Linked DNA regions of Mus musculus: regions 1, 2, 4 and 5 are each linked to region 3. The links are chromatin contacts, called in public HiChIP or PLAC-seq and promoter capture Hi-C maps. All regions are on one chromosome and are shown on one strand. The core of a region is the stretch at or near the end of the contact, and the rest is flanking DNA. Distances in the headings are between cores, read along the strand shown. Region 1 holds the start of Pomgnt1 (protein O-linked mannose beta 1,2-N-acetylglucosaminyltransferase). Region 2 holds the start of 1700042G07Rik (RIKEN cDNA 1700042G07 gene). Region 3 holds the start of Mmachc (methylmalonic aciduria cblC type, with homocystinuria). Region 4 holds the start of Nsun4 (NOL1/NOP2/Sun domain family, member 4). Region 5 holds the start of Rad54l (RAD54 like (S. cerevisiae)).

The links. Promoter capture Hi-C pulls out the DNA fragments that hold promoters and counts their contacts. HiChIP or PLAC-seq counts read pairs in DNA pulled down with a chosen protein or histone mark. Capture Hi-C pulls out chosen DNA fragments and counts their contacts.
Region 1: a contact with region 3 is called in a promoter capture Hi-C map of erythroid cells, with 2.1 times the contacts expected there. The contact joins the promoter of Pomgnt1 here to the promoter of Mmachc in region 3. A contact is called at or near these places in 4 of 39 promoter capture datasets (erythroid cells, hippocampal neurons, liver and 1 more), 1 of 15 datasets of contacts at CTCF or cohesin (large pre-B cells), 1 of 484 Hi-C or Micro-C datasets (B cells), 10 of 115 datasets of contacts at active chromatin or transcription factors (the NIH/3T3 cell line, the SCID.adh cell line, astrocytes and 7 more) and 2 of 9 other capture datasets (adipose tissue and liver).
Region 2: a contact with region 3 is called in a promoter capture Hi-C map of liver. The contact joins the promoter of 1700042G07Rik here to the promoter of Mmachc in region 3. A contact is called at or near these places in 3 of 39 promoter capture datasets (the 3T3-L1 cell line, hippocampal neurons and pre-B cells), 1 of 15 datasets of contacts at CTCF or cohesin (large pre-B cells), 1 of 115 datasets of contacts at active chromatin or transcription factors (fetal liver) and 1 of 9 other capture datasets (liver).
Region 4: a contact with region 3 is called in a promoter capture Hi-C map of adipose tissue. The contact joins the promoter of Nsun4 here to the promoter of Mmachc in region 3. A contact is called at or near these places in 2 of 39 promoter capture datasets (erythroid cells and pre-B cells) and 1 of 9 other capture datasets (adipose tissue).
Region 5: an H3K4me3 HiChIP or PLAC-seq map of the SCID.adh cell line shows a contact between it and region 3, with 9 read pairs. The contact joins the promoter of Rad54l here to the promoter of Mmachc in region 3. A contact is called at or near these places in 2 of 15 datasets of contacts at CTCF or cohesin (both in the NIH/3T3 cell line), 5 of 115 datasets of contacts at active chromatin or transcription factors (the SCID.adh cell line, embryonic forebrain, fetal liver and 2 more) and 1 of 9 other capture datasets (liver).

The regions. Positions count from the first base shown.
Region 1 is chr4:116,149,103-116,151,802 of GRCm38.p6, reverse strand. Pomgnt1 (protein O-linked mannose beta 1,2-N-acetylglucosaminyltransferase) reads right to left here and starts at 1,285. Exons shown (of 22, transcript NM_026651.2): 1 at 1,186-1,285; 2 at 560-738. The coding sequence starts at 679.
Region 2 is chr4:116,172,105-116,174,804 of GRCm38.p6, reverse strand. It overlaps 1700042G07Rik (RIKEN cDNA 1700042G07 gene), which reads right to left and starts at 1,433. Exons shown (of 2, transcript NM_001099295.2): 1 at 1,176-1,433; 2 at 508-641. The coding sequence starts at 1,404. The coding sequence ends at 598.
Region 3 is chr4:116,707,098-116,709,797 of GRCm38.p6, reverse strand. Mmachc (methylmalonic aciduria cblC type, with homocystinuria) reads left to right here and starts at 1,413. Exons shown (of 4, transcript NM_025962.3): 1 at 1,413-1,560. The coding sequence starts at 1,480. Ccdc163 (coiled-coil domain containing 163) reads right to left here and starts at 1,203. Exons shown (of 10, transcript NM_026714.3): 1 at 704-1,203; 2 at 525-558; 3 at 179-360; 4 at 1-74. The coding sequence starts at 781.
Region 4 is chr4:116,052,532-116,055,231 of GRCm38.p6, reverse strand. Nsun4 (NOL1/NOP2/Sun domain family, member 4) reads left to right here and starts at 1,421. Exons shown (of 6, transcript NM_028142.5): 1 at 1,421-1,548. The coding sequence starts at 1,456.
Region 5 is chr4:116,122,398-116,125,097 of GRCm38.p6, reverse strand. It overlaps Rad54l (RAD54 like (S. cerevisiae)), which reads left to right and starts at 1,409. Exons shown (of 18, transcript NM_009015.3): 1 at 1,409-2,036; 2 at 2,116-2,202. The coding sequence starts at 2,034. It overlaps 2510003B16Rik (RIKEN cDNA 2510003B16 gene), which reads right to left and starts at 1,258. Exons shown (of 3, transcript NR_131048.1): 1 at 982-1,258.

The DNA.
Region 1 (2,700 bases), core at 36-2,535, 560 kb after region 3:
GGTGACTGCAGCCAGCCCTCTCCAGATCACAAGGGCCTTCTGAAAGTATGACCTTGGCTGAAGAGGACACAGGGACCAGTCTCTCCACTTTCTGGTTCCCAATAAGGACACGGATTTGTGGCCATCTCCCAGAGAATGTTCCCTGGCAGGTTTCCCTCCACCAACCAGGTCCTTCCTACCCCGTGGTCTTGTATTTTCCCATTTGAGTCCTTGACTTCCTTGGTCCCCTCCATAACTAGTTCCTTGAGATGGATTTAGGACCCGAGAACCACAGCGGAGAGCCAGAGACACAGAAGAACGTGGGCCACACTGCCTGACAGTTGGGTGTCAGGGGCAAAGCCTGCCTGACCAGACTTCTGGTTTCTGTTGGATGCCGAGGTCAGACTAGGGTTCTGATTCCAGAATCCTGGCTCTAAACCACTGCCTGAGAAGGCTGTAACAGACAGAGGTTTCCCCTCCAGGAATTTGCTGCCTCTTCTTGATAGCCAAGGTAGTTAGTTCCTAGTCTGTTAGAGTAAAGTTAGGGAGCAGCTTTTGGGACACGTGGGACCTCATTTACCTGACAGAATCTCCTCAGGGCCCGCTGGTTTGTCAGTTTATACTTCCAGGTAAGGTACCAGCTCCGTTTCTTCCTAGCCCCAAAGGGCTTGATGAGGGGACTGGGCTTCCAGTCATCCATACTGGATTAGGGAGTCACCCCTGTCCCGGCCAGTCCATGACTTCAGGAATCTGAGGGGACTATATATAGAGTCACATAGAGTAAGATGCTTGTCCCAAAGCTTAATGCCTTCTGGAATGACTTCTCTCAGCAAACTGCTGAGCTGTGTGCCCTAGGCAACGTGGCTTAACTTCTCTGGGTCTGGCCAGAAAATCTTTGGAGGAGTTGGATCACCTGAAAATTCCCTGGGGCTAGAGGAACTGTGTGCAGGATCAGGGCCTTAGCGGCGGAGGCCAGTAACTCAATCAACTCTTAACGATTCATCAGTCCTTAAAAGGTCCAAATCCCAGTCCTTCCCAGCCCTGGGGTAGAACAGTAACAGCGACCTCCTGCACCCCAATCCTCCACCCTCGTCTCTTCCCATCTGGCTCAACTCCTCTCCTCTCAGGGATCAGGGACGCCGGAAGGTTCAGAAGACCCACCCAGCCCGCATCACCCCTCTGAGACCCGCACTGGGAGGCACTTACGGCTCAGGGGCCCCGGGCCCCGCTCGGGCCGCGCTCGGGCCCGCACAGCTCGGCCCCGCGCGCCGCGGCCTCCGCGGCCTCCGCCTCCTCCATGCCTCTCGCGCCCCGCCCCGGCCCGGCCGGCCCGCCCCGCCGCTTCCGCCGCCGCCGCCGCCGCGGGGTGAGAGGGCGGCGGGCGGCGCTTAGGGCGGCGGCCGCGGCCGGGCGTCTGCAGCGCGAGGGGAGCCGGCGTACTCTGCCTGTCTGGCAGGGTTACGGTCCGCACGAGTGGACCTCGGGCGAGAGCACATCCCCGCACCGCGGAGCCGGAGCAAGCGGCATTCCGGGACCTCGGGCCAGCTCACTGGGCAAGCCAGGATCAGAGGGCTGCAGCTCCGAGGCCTGGCCCAGCCCCGCAAGGCTGTTTCCAGGCCGGGGAGGAGAGGATTAGAAACCTGCTCCGCTACTATTTTGAGCGCTTACGTTAACTCGATTTCATAAACCATGATTAAGAGGCACCGTGACTACCCCATCTTTAAAGAAAACCAAAAATGCTCTTTGATTGTGTGCATGTGCAGGTAGTGCGGGCGCTCCTTGAAGAGACTAGACCTCAGTCTGATACCCCTGGAGCCCAAATTAAAGTTGTGATCCCAACCGCTCCTCTAGAAGAGCACCAGGTGTGCTTAACCACTGAGCCATCTCCAGCTCCTGATTAGTTCTTTTCTGAGGAAGCAGGAGCTTACCTATCTCCTTATAGCCCTAGCTATCCTGGAACTCCTTATGTAGACCCGGCTGAACTTGAACTCACAGAAATTCACCTGTCTCTGCCTCCTAAATGCTAGGATTAAAGGAGTGTACAACATGCCCAGCAACACTTTATTTATTTACACTTTTTTTTTTTTGAGGACTCCAAAAGTGTTGGCATCTTTCGATATGATAGCAGTGCTTGCCAGGTTGGAAGTGGTGTTGCATTCCTATATAGGTGAGGGAAGGCTGTGTGAGGCAAGTCCACTTTCATAACAAGATGCTAAGACCCACAGTAGCTCACTCCTGGGTTCCCAGCACTTAGGAACTGAGGAAGGAGGATTGCCATAGATTCAAGGTCAACTTGGTCTACAACATGAGTTCTAGAACAAGTCAGGATTTTGAAGTGCAACCTGCTCTGAGAAACAAAAAATGTTTTGGTTTTTTACATGTTCTTTATACTGAAGTTTTTCTTATTTAAACATCAAAAAAAGCAGGGGCTGGAGAGATGGCTCAGTGGTTAAGAGCACTGACTGCTCTACCAGAGATCCTGGGTTCAATTCCCAGCAACCACATGGTGGCTCACAACCATCTGTAATGGGATCTGATGCCCTCTTCTGGTGTGTCTGAAGATAGTGACAATGACATTGTACTCACATATATAAAATAAGTCTTTTTAAAAAAATCAAGTCAGCAGAAGTTCTCACATTAGCCTCTGACCCTCTTCTGTCGTCAGGTTTACTGTCCATGATCTTGTCTTCTCATGATCCTTATTAATGTCCAGATTCTCAA
Region 2 (2,700 bases), core at 184-2,683, 540 kb after region 3:
CAGGCTGCCCCCTCCCCCTCCTGACCTTCATTCTCAGCTGAGCCAATGCTATTACGGTTTGCCTCTGCCCTCATGAGCACTCCTGGACTCTCACAGCTGACAGCTGAAGCATATTTGGTCATAAAGGCACACTAGCCACATGTGCCATAATGTTCCCATTCTGTCACAGCTAGCAGCCACACCTACACACTGACTAGCACCAGCGTACCTCATTCTAGAGCACTCCTGGGGTTCTGTCTTTCATCCGGTCTCTTATCTGTGCCTTCTTATTCTTTCCAAGACGCCTTGTGCCCATGGGAGTGTCAGGCAGGAGAGCCCCTTATCACAGGGCAGATCAAAATGCTGAGGACAAAGATGGGTTTGTCTGGCTGACCTTGTACCGTTCCTCTACTTCACTGTGGTCCACAGTGATCCTTGCTGCTGTCTCTTAAGTTTTGTCCCTAAGTGGATCCACCTCCAACCCTGCCCTCATGTCCCGCATAGTTGGAGCACTTCAGAATGGGGTAAGACAGCTTAAGCAGAATGGTTGTATTTGCTGTCTACCATCAACAGCCTCTGGAGCAGCAGGTCAAGTGCAGGCCGAGCTTCTGGGCATTTCTAGAGGACCAGAAAGCCCCCAGGTTGACAGAGAAATCTGAGAACTGGAGAAAGAAAAAAGAAGGAAGGGTATTTAAAAAAACAAACAAACAAAAACAAGACCATATGTGGAGGCTGACAGGTAGCACAGTAAAGTGTTAGTCTTTTAAGGATCCAAGTCAATCCAGAACCCGGATGAAAAAGCTGGGCATGGTGGTACACGCTGATCAATGCCAGCAATGTGGAGGCAGAGACACATGGACCCCTCCTGTTAGCCAGCCTGACCTACTTAAAGTCTAGGCTAGTGTCGCCAGAAAAGGCAGATGTCCTTTGGCTTACACATACATGCACACATGCATATATGTACACGCACACAAAGAAAAATAGGCATTTGTGAAAACCCCACTGGCCCCTTGGGCTCACCCCTCCCAACCTCCCCCCAGGCCTTCCATCTCAGTTCCAGGGCTGACATTGTCCACTGAAGCTCTCTTGTCATCTGAGGATGTGTGCTCTCAGGGTAGACTTTCACAGGTTGTCCTTACAGTGCAAAAGCAGGACACTAAGTCACAGATTCTCCACCTCCATACTTCCCCACTAACCTCGAGGTGACAGAATCAATACACTGGTGGTAGTGTCCGTGTCACTGATGTTTGTGGCCTCAGAGGCAGGATTGGTGGCAGTTGGGCCTCGGGGTTTCTGCCGGTATGTCCTGCGGCTACACTTGAACATACTGGGACACCGGCGCCTGGGCCCACCCATCCCTGGCCTTCGGTAGGGAGAAGTCAAGCCCGGAGGCCGAGGGGCTCGAACAAGCTGAGAAGGCCCCATGGCTACAGGGAGCTCCTGAGGGGTTCTGCTGGCCAAGCACTGAATCTCTATGACATATGAAGCCTGCCTAAGGGTGGTGCTCTTTGTTACAGGTTTGTCCCATCCCCCACCCAACCATAGCTCAGACTTCCTCACAATCAGTTCAAGAAGCCTAGCCCAAGAGCCCAGCAACCACAGCAAGATCCCTTGGTGAAAGGAACTTTGGCAGATGGAAACAAATTACTTTTGTTTAAACTCGCCCACATTAACAATACTAAGAACGTTTACTGAGTACCTGCTGTGTGCCAGATACTAAGCTAAGTACTTCACAAATATGATTTCATTGAATCCTACGACAGACCTATGCAGAGATTCTAATGTTAATCTTATTTATAGATGTCAATACTCAGTCTTCGCAGTAGTGGGAAGTTTACTAAGTCACCCTAAACACTGAGTTAACAAATACTAAAGCAAGGTGTAGTAGCACAGGCCTTTAATCCCAGCACTTGGGAGGCAGAGGCAGGTGGATCTCTGAGTTCGAGGCCAGCCTGGCCTATGGAGTGAGGTCCAGGACAGTCAAGGCTATACAGAGAAACCCTGTCTCAACAAAATAAAACAAAAAAGGGGGGCAGAAGCACCAAGGGAAAGTGGGGTATTTAACACAAACATTTCCTCTAAAGTATACCACAGCTTTCTTGTGTGAATTAGATAATATTCAGCACAGCTGGGGCTATTTGGACCAGCACCTTCATCATCATCATCATCACCACCAACAACAACACCCAAAACAAAACAAAAAAAAACCTTAAGAAATCGAATGCAAAATATTGATCGTAATTAGCCTCCTGGGAAAGCATTGGTTTATAAGAGCTAAATCGTTCGTGAGGACAGGAAGTCCTACTGCACAGACCTCAGCTAGAAGTGTATGTTAGGCACTCAGATCCTTTACCTCTGTGCACATGCTCTGTGCGTAATTGCAAAAGTGACACCGACTTGGTCTTGTGACTCTGGATGAATGTAGCGACTGGGTGAACCCAAGGATACGGACGCTAAATAACGAAGCTTAACAGTGTAAGGAAACCGCTTTGGTGAGGCGTAGCCGCAGAATCAGAGGCAGTGAGGGTCTGAAGCCCAGAGTGGTCACGTCCATCTTTTGCTGCTCTAGGCTCATTATTTGTTTATTCAGGATATTCGTTAACGACCAGGACATAGAAGAATGTGAACTCCCAGGGTTCTTCCTGAGATGAAAGAGAAAGCCCTGTGGATGACGGGGAAGAGGCTCTAACCCTGGCTTCCCGGGTCTTGTGGGAGGCCTAC
Region 3 (2,700 bases), core at 164-2,663:
GCACTGATCTTGAACATATGTTGCTCCCGATCCTTCAACAGGCTCTGTACAGAATGCTTCAGCGCCTCAGTCACCTACCCAAGCAGAGAAAACCCAGACATTCCTTTCTAAGTCATTGTCCCAACTCCTAATATTCTCGTCTCACATTATCACCACGTACATACCCCTAATACCTCACCTGAGCCTGAGCCTGAAGCTGGGATCGGAGTTTAGTAACTTCATCCCAGAGAGAGGAGCTGTGGGCTTCAGTACAGCTCAGTCTCTCTCCAAGAGTGGGAGTCTTTAGAGCCCAAGGCTGTTGAGCTTGGGCCTCTGGCTGAGGAGGTAAGCGATGAGAAGTCCAGGTGTCAGCCAGGTCCCCTATTGTGGGAATAGGGAAGGGACAAGAGCAGGGTCTGTCTGTGTAGGAAATCAGAGGACAGGAAGTAGCTGGGATTTGTACAGAACTGTGAGCTGTACAGGCAGGCACTGAAAGAAAGGAGGCTCTGAGAAGACAAAGGGCTGGGAGAAAAGACAATACTTACCTGTAGAGGAAACTCGAAAGGGATACAAACTCTGCTACAAAAAAAAAAAAAAAAAAAAAAAAAAAAAAAACCAGCAAACAGTTCAACAAGCCAGTGAGCTCTCAGTGCCCTTTACTAAGCCCTAGCCTAGCCTCCCAATGGGAGGGGTTAGATGGGGATCCCAGAGGTCCCCCTCTTACCTTAATCCGGGCCATATTTTCATCAGTTGAACTGAGAACCGCATGAAGCTGATCAGACCAGCTAGGGCTCCTGTTCATCCTGGAGCACTTGAAATTGCGTCTCTAACTTTCCCTGTTCTTGCTCTTCCACACTCAGATACCCGCGGGCCAGCCCAGGACAAGCCACAGAGTTAGATGGAAATAAGGAAAGTGGGAATATATTAGGGCTACAGAAACAGTGCGATAGCAATACTGTGAATCTAGAACTACGGAACAGAGTACTTTGAAAAGTGGGGGGTCGGGGAGGGGGGAAGAAAACAGAATAATATCGAGAGGGTAGAATGAACCGAATTTTGGTTGAGACCTCCACAAATCAAGGACGCTATCACCACTGAGACAAGTGACAAGTGCCGCTCAAGAGTTCAAACTCTGGTAGGCGGAGAATGAGATTTTAAGTACCGGTGCCGCAGCGCCACCCGGGAAACTGAGTCCGCTTCTTGCGGAGACCACAGGCAATAGAGGGCGGAAATACGTTTCCCTGGAAATACGTGCCCTGTGCGTTCACACTCACACCTCCCGTGAAGCTCGTCGGGACACGGAGTCTTCCAGACTCGGTTATGTTTGGGCTACAAGGACAAAAGTAACTACGTGTACCAAGATGCACCGTGCAGAGTCAGTTGAGTCCGTTACTATTCCTTTACTTCTTGGGAAATGTAGTCCAGCCCTGATGGACGCATACAAGCCTAAGTTAGCTATGAGACTCCATTTCCCAGCAAGCTCAGCGTTCAGCGTGCGTTATGGAGCCGCGAGTCGCAGAGCTGAAGCAGAAGATTGAGGACACCTTGTGTCCTTTTGGCTTCGAAGTTTATCCCTTCCAGGTTGGTTTGTCTTCCCTGTGGTCCTAGGGTGAGCTCTAGGATTGGCCTTGGTGCCAAAAGTGTGAAGGCCGGTGAGCCCTTCTGATCCTCTCAACCTACTGCAGCCATCTGATGACCAGGTCGTGTTGTAAAATGGGGCTTGATTAAAAAACGTAGAGAAACACATGTTTGCCCTTTTATGTCTTTATGATGTCAAACAAATGAATGGGATACAGCCCAAGATCCCCTAACCTGTCATCATTATAATTTACCAGAAAACGGTCTCCCGGTGTGGGCGGGATCATCAGATTCTTCCAAAGGAATTAGAAGAGGTCAAAACTTGGAAGGTTGGTGTGACAGTGTACTCGATCAGATGAAGAGAGAAGAGTATTCCTAATGTTGAACAAGAGACAATTGGCTAGTTTGTTCGGCCAGCCAACAGAAGGCTAATTCATGGTGTTGCTTGCCATCAATACGGGACTGAGCATAGAAATTCCTCACGCTCGCCTGGTACAGAAGTCTCTGTAACCACAGTCCCTCTCCACCCCACCCAGCCCCGCCCTATTCCACACTTTCCTCCCACAGTGCTGAGTGAACAAAATTATGTTTAAGACACAAACTAAAATCCGCCTGTGTCCTTTGGCCTATCTTAAGATTCCTAGGCCATTGAGCTTTCCAGGGGAAGACTTGTAAGAAGATACTATTGAGAAGTTAAGTCTAGTTTGAAAGCCATGCTTGAGGTCTTGGGTTCAATTCCTAGTAATGAGGCAAAAACAAAATTGAAAGCTGAGGCTATAAAACTAAGTGAGATGTATATCTATCTATCCATCTATCAGAAATTTATCTGATAGGTGGATGGCTAGCTAGCTAGAGTGCTGGCTTAGCATTTGCAAATCTCAGTCACCAGCACAAAAACAGAGAAATGTATATGAAAAGATGGATTGAAAGGAGAGGAGAATTATGTACATTCTAGAGTCAGATTGGGACTGGAAAGAGAGCTCAGCAGTTAAGAGCACTGACTGCTCTTCCAGAGATTCTGAGTTCAAATCCCAGCATCCACATGGTGGCTCACAACCATCTGTAATGGGATCTGATGCCCTCTTCTGGTGTGTCTGAAGACAGCTACAGTGTACTCACATACATAAAATAAGTAACTAAATC
Region 4 (2,700 bases), core at 172-2,671, 650 kb after region 3:
TCTGTAATGAGATCTGACTCCCTCTTCTGGAGTGTCTGAAGACAGCTACAGTGTACTTACATATAATAATAAATAAATCTTAAAAAAAAAATTCTTAAAAAAAAAAAGAAACAAAAGGACATGTGCCATCGTGGCCTCATTTGGCTCACTAAAATTTTGAAACTCAAATTCTCACTTGTTTAAGTCTTATTTTACTTTTATTGTTTAAGATAATGACAGATAGCCAGTCGGTGGTGGCGCATGCCTTTAATCCCAGCGCTTGGGAGGCAGAGGCAGGCAGATTTCTGAGTTCGAGGCTAGCCTGGTCTATAAAGTGAGTTCCAGGACAGCCAAGGCTATACAGAGAAATCCTGTCTCGAAAAACCAAAAAAAAAAAAAAAAAAAAAAAAAAAAGATAATGACAGATACGTATGTGACTTGGATGATGAGTACAATTTTTGGCAGGTGCTCATTCTATATTTGTATGAGTTACAGTTTGGGCACACCCTTTTAATCCCAGCCCTTGGGAGACGGAAGCAAGCAGGTATAATTTCCAGGCTAGCCTGGTGTACATAGAGAGTTATAGGCCAGCCACGACTATGTAGTGAGATCTTGTCTCAAAAATCAAAAGGAAAAGAAAAGAGTGTGTTATATGTTTGTATATGTTCATGCATATGTGCATATGGTCTATGAATGGCAGCTGCAGGTCAACACCACACGTCTTCAGATGGTCTCATGGAATCTGGAGCTCACTAATTCAAAGACGTTGGCTGCCCCACAACTTCCAGAGATCAGTTTGACATACTTAACATTTTTAAAAAATTACGACTTAGCTGATTATACTATATGGTGGGTGGCAATACATTATAAGAATAAATGTAAGGTTACAGAAAAGCTGTCTGACCTGTAGCTATGAAAACCAAGCTTGGCCTGGAACTCACAGAGATCCGTCTGCTTCTGCCTTCCAAGTGCTGGAATAAAGACATATGCCACTCTGCTCAGCCAAACGATCATTTCTAAAAATAGTGATCACCCCCTTTCTTCTTGGATCCTAAGCGGCGTAGTCAATTTGATAGTCTCAGAAAGAACACAAAATTAGGTACCGAGTCTTGAAAAGAACCGTCTAAAAGGAAGATCTTGAAACTGGCTTCTATGGCTTCCTAGCAATTCCGCTTCTGTCTATAGTCTGCTCTAATTTCGTTCTACCTCGGCAGCTTTCTCCATGCAGGTTGAGCCCAGAAGGCCTTCCCTGCAACTTCCTAGGAGCTCCTTTAGATGCTCTAGCACAGCCACCGCTTCGTGTGCGCCCCGAGGATTCTGGTGGGTGGGGTGTGGAGGTAGGCGGAGCCCTGGGGGCGCCGCAAGCCTAGCCCCGCCCTGTCTGCCGCTGATATTCTAAGCAGCCCTCAATCCTTCCCGGAACCCGCGAGAGCGCAGCTGCAGTTTCAGTCGGAATTATTGGCGTTGTTAGTTGACATGGCTGCGCCCGTCTTAAGATGTGTTCGGAAGCTGCTGAAGCTCGTGGACTTCACGCCGGTCCCGCGGAGATATCGATATAAGAAGAAATGGGTAAGGTCTGACATTAGAGGGAGACTTATCCAGCCCTTGCGTTTCCCGTCACTCACAGTTGCATTCGGGACATGAACTCCAGGGACCGTAACCTTCTTGGAGCTCTTGTCTCACGCCTGCCTGTCCTTTTATTAACCACAAGCCTCTTCCTGTTGCGTAAGCAGCCCCCTGACTCCGCCCCTCTCTGTTAAGTCACGGCCTGAGCTTTCATTCGGTGACGTTACATCGCCTCATGTTACTTTTTCTTGCTTACTTTTATCTTGCCCTTCCCACCCTTCTTTTTCCTTTTCTTTCCTCCCTCTTACCCTTCCCCTCCAGTCCCATGAACTCTTCCCCTCCTTTCCTCCTTAAAATTTCAGCCCCTTCAACTTCACCTCAAGCAGACTGCCCTAACAACTACTCCTTCCCTCCTGAGTCTCCGTCGTCCTGCAGGAAAGGATTCACCCCTGTTCTCACTCTCGAGGTGCCTGTGGCGCCCGGGAAAGACTTCAACGACCACCTTTCCTGTAATGCTGGCCTTTCTCCAAATGCAGGCAACAGATTCACCAACCCCCCTTACTCTAGAGAACCTTTCTCTTGCCTCACCATTTCTTCTCCGTGCTTACCTCGACGGATCCCCACCCCGCCCCCTCCGCCCCCAGTCCTCTCCTCCCCACCCCCACCGGAGAGGTGCCCCTTTGAACCCTTTTCTCCACTCCTAGGAAGGCTGTACAGACAAGAGCCAGCTGGTTCATCCTCTCCTTGTTTTGACCGATTCAGCCTTCAGGGGTCACCCTCTCCTCATCAGCGGAACCTATGTTGCAACTATATTGATTCCCCAGAATCTCAGCGTTCATGCCCTCCAAGTCCGCGTCTTTGTTATGTGACTTCCCCACCTCTCATTCATCAGGCCCCTAGAGCCAGCCCAGTAACTTCCCCTGAACTTACTCATATAACCTTGGAGACAGGCCCGGTGATTTCGACTCCCCTTATGCCAGGGTCCCAGGGAAATTACTCCATCATTTCACCTCTTCTTACCCATCGGCCCCTGAGACCTGGCCTTGCAATTTCACCTCCCCTTGCTCACCGATCTGTGGAAACTAGACCTCTAACCCCTGCATCCATTTCTCACCGAGGGCCCCACTGTCCCTCTAGAAGAAGTTACAATGATCC
Region 5 (2,700 bases), core at 160-2,659, 580 kb after region 3:
GGCTGTGGGCACTGAACTCATGTCCTCAGGCTTAGGTGACACATGCTTTTATCCACATCCACACATCCCTTATACCCCCCATTTTGAGACAGATTTTGACTATACAGCCCAGGCTGACCTCATAGTCATGGCAAAGAAGTTAACTGTTCTTTTTGTGTATGTGATTTTGTTTTTCATTAAGTTGCTCACAGCCTTCTTGTCTCCCAGCAAGATATTCCTATGGAAATTAAAATTTCTTCGGTTCATTGTTCCCAAAAGCCAAGGAAAGGACATAAGTATCTCTTTAGTATATCCTCATTTCTGCTAGGCGGGCTGGGGATGACAGAGGGTCATAAGTTTAAAGATAACCGGGTTACACAGCAAGACCTTGTCTCAAATAACAACAAACCTCAGCAGTGACCGCCTCACGAAGTTCTACCACTATGCTATATTCCTAGTGCCCCCAAGACACCACACACACACACACACACACACACACACACACACACACACACGACAAAATGGGGACAATAAACCTTATCTGAGGATAGTAAATGATTTATAATAGCTAAGGAGATCCTTTTAAGTAGATAGTGATTAAGTGTAATGGGCATGCTATTTTGATTAGTGAGCACTTAGGTAATACATGGGGGCTATGTTAAATACTTTGAACACTTTTTTTTTTTCCCGTTCTTGGAGGGTCTTTCTACAGAGCTGTCGCTGTCCTGGAACTCATTATGAAGACCAGGCTAGTCTCACAGAGATCTGCTTGCCTATGCCTAGTGAGTACTATAATTAAAGGCCTGCGCTACCAGGCGCAGCTACTTTGTTCACTTTAATTAGACCCTGTGAATAATCCCTTAGGAGAGGTACTATAATAATATCACTTAAAGGAAAAACGGATTTTTAGAGAATGGGTGACTATGCCCCAGGAAAAGACAGCTAGCTTATTTCAAGACATCTCAGACCAATTGGCAGTGCAGCACCAACACCTCCGCTCACCTTTTGACTGGCCACTGGCCTTGCCTGCTTCCAGCTCAGATTTCTGCTCCAGGTCTGGCACAATAAAGAGCCTGAATCAAATTCCCAAAAATGTGCTGCCTTTTGAAATCTATTCCAGTAGCAACTCCTCCGCACAGTACTTCGGTGCAAAACATCTATTTGGTTCAGCTGCTTCGGCCAAAGGCAGGAGCCAGGAAGAGGGACCGTTGGCAAGTAAGAATTCTGGCACCTGCCTGTTGCTGCCACCAGGATAAGCCACAGCTCCTAGTGGTCTGTTGAGCCTCTGGGCGGAAATCCAAGACCCTTATTAGCCTCAGCCCTAGGCCCGCCCCTTCCTTTAGGCCGGATCGTCGAGCGTCAAGTTCACTGAACGCAGCCAATAGGGGACTGTGGTGGCAGAGTGGCGGGAGGTTCGATTGACACTGCCTGGAGGCTCTTAACGCGCGCTTTGGGAAGAGGAAGAATAAGGGGAAAGATACCGGAGTCGCTCTTTGCCTCTCTTCAGCTTCTAAGATTCTCCTCCTCCCAACCTGGATTTTTAACTGGTCCTTCCTGGGTTCCTGTTTAACTTCCCACAAGGCGTTCCTAGGTCTCTGCTTGCCTTCCTCACACTGAGGTTTGATGTCGGTCCAGCTCTGGTAAATTCTATCCCTCTCCTAAGAATTCAGGCGTCTCGCCTTCGTACTTAAGACTGTACTTTTTCGTAGGTGTTACTCTCAGGGAAGCAGCCCAGCTAGGGACGTTATTCCAACTCCACTTTGCTCATCTGCAACTTCAATCTGTCTTCTTTCCCATCCTAGATTTAGACCCAGCTCCGCTTGGACTTGGCTTTGGATATTTTGACCTTGAGGAACTTGGGGACCGACATTCCTGGTTTGGACCCAAGCCTCATCCTCTGATTGCATCCCCTCCCCTCATACCGACTCTTAAGACAATATTTTCAATGATATAGCAACTTCCTTTTATAGCATCCCCTGGTCCTGCATTCTCTGTTGCTGAGTGCTTTTAACTTCGCTGATGGGCACTTGACATTTGATGCTTCTGGGGCCAGGATGGTAAGTGTGACCTTAAGCTGACTTAAGGGGCCTGGCTGCAGGATCACTGCAGGAACTCACTTTCTGTTCTCCCTTGCAGAGGAGGAGCTTAGCTCCCAGCCAGTTGGCTAGGAGGAAACCAGAAGACAGATCATCAGATGATGAAGACTGGCAGCCTGGGACAGTAGTGAGTGTTTAGGGGAATAAGGAAAATGAGGTTCATAGTCATCTTGAGAAAGTACCTTTCATACATTTTTGAAGCTTTTTTTTTTTTTTTTTTTTTTTTTGAGATGAGCTTCTCACCAGGTCTGTAGACTATGGTCTGTCTCCCAAATGCAGTGTGTGGTCGTAGGCATGTGCCAGGCACACCTGGCACTTAAGGTTTTTTTTTTGAAACAGTGTTTCTCTGTGTAGCCCTGGCTGTTCTGGAACTCTGTTTGTAGACCAGGCTGGCCTTGAACTCACACAGAGGTTCCCTTGCCTCTGCTACCCAGTGTTGAAAGTGAAGGTGTTTGCCACTACTGCCCCGCGTAAGTAAATTTTAATGAAAATTTACAGTATACTAAGCATTGGAGAAGATTAATAAAATTGTTATCCTTGGGGCTGGAGAGATGACTCAGTGGTTAAGAGCACTGACTGCTCTTACAAAGGTCCTGAGTTCAAATCCCAGCAACCACATGGTGGC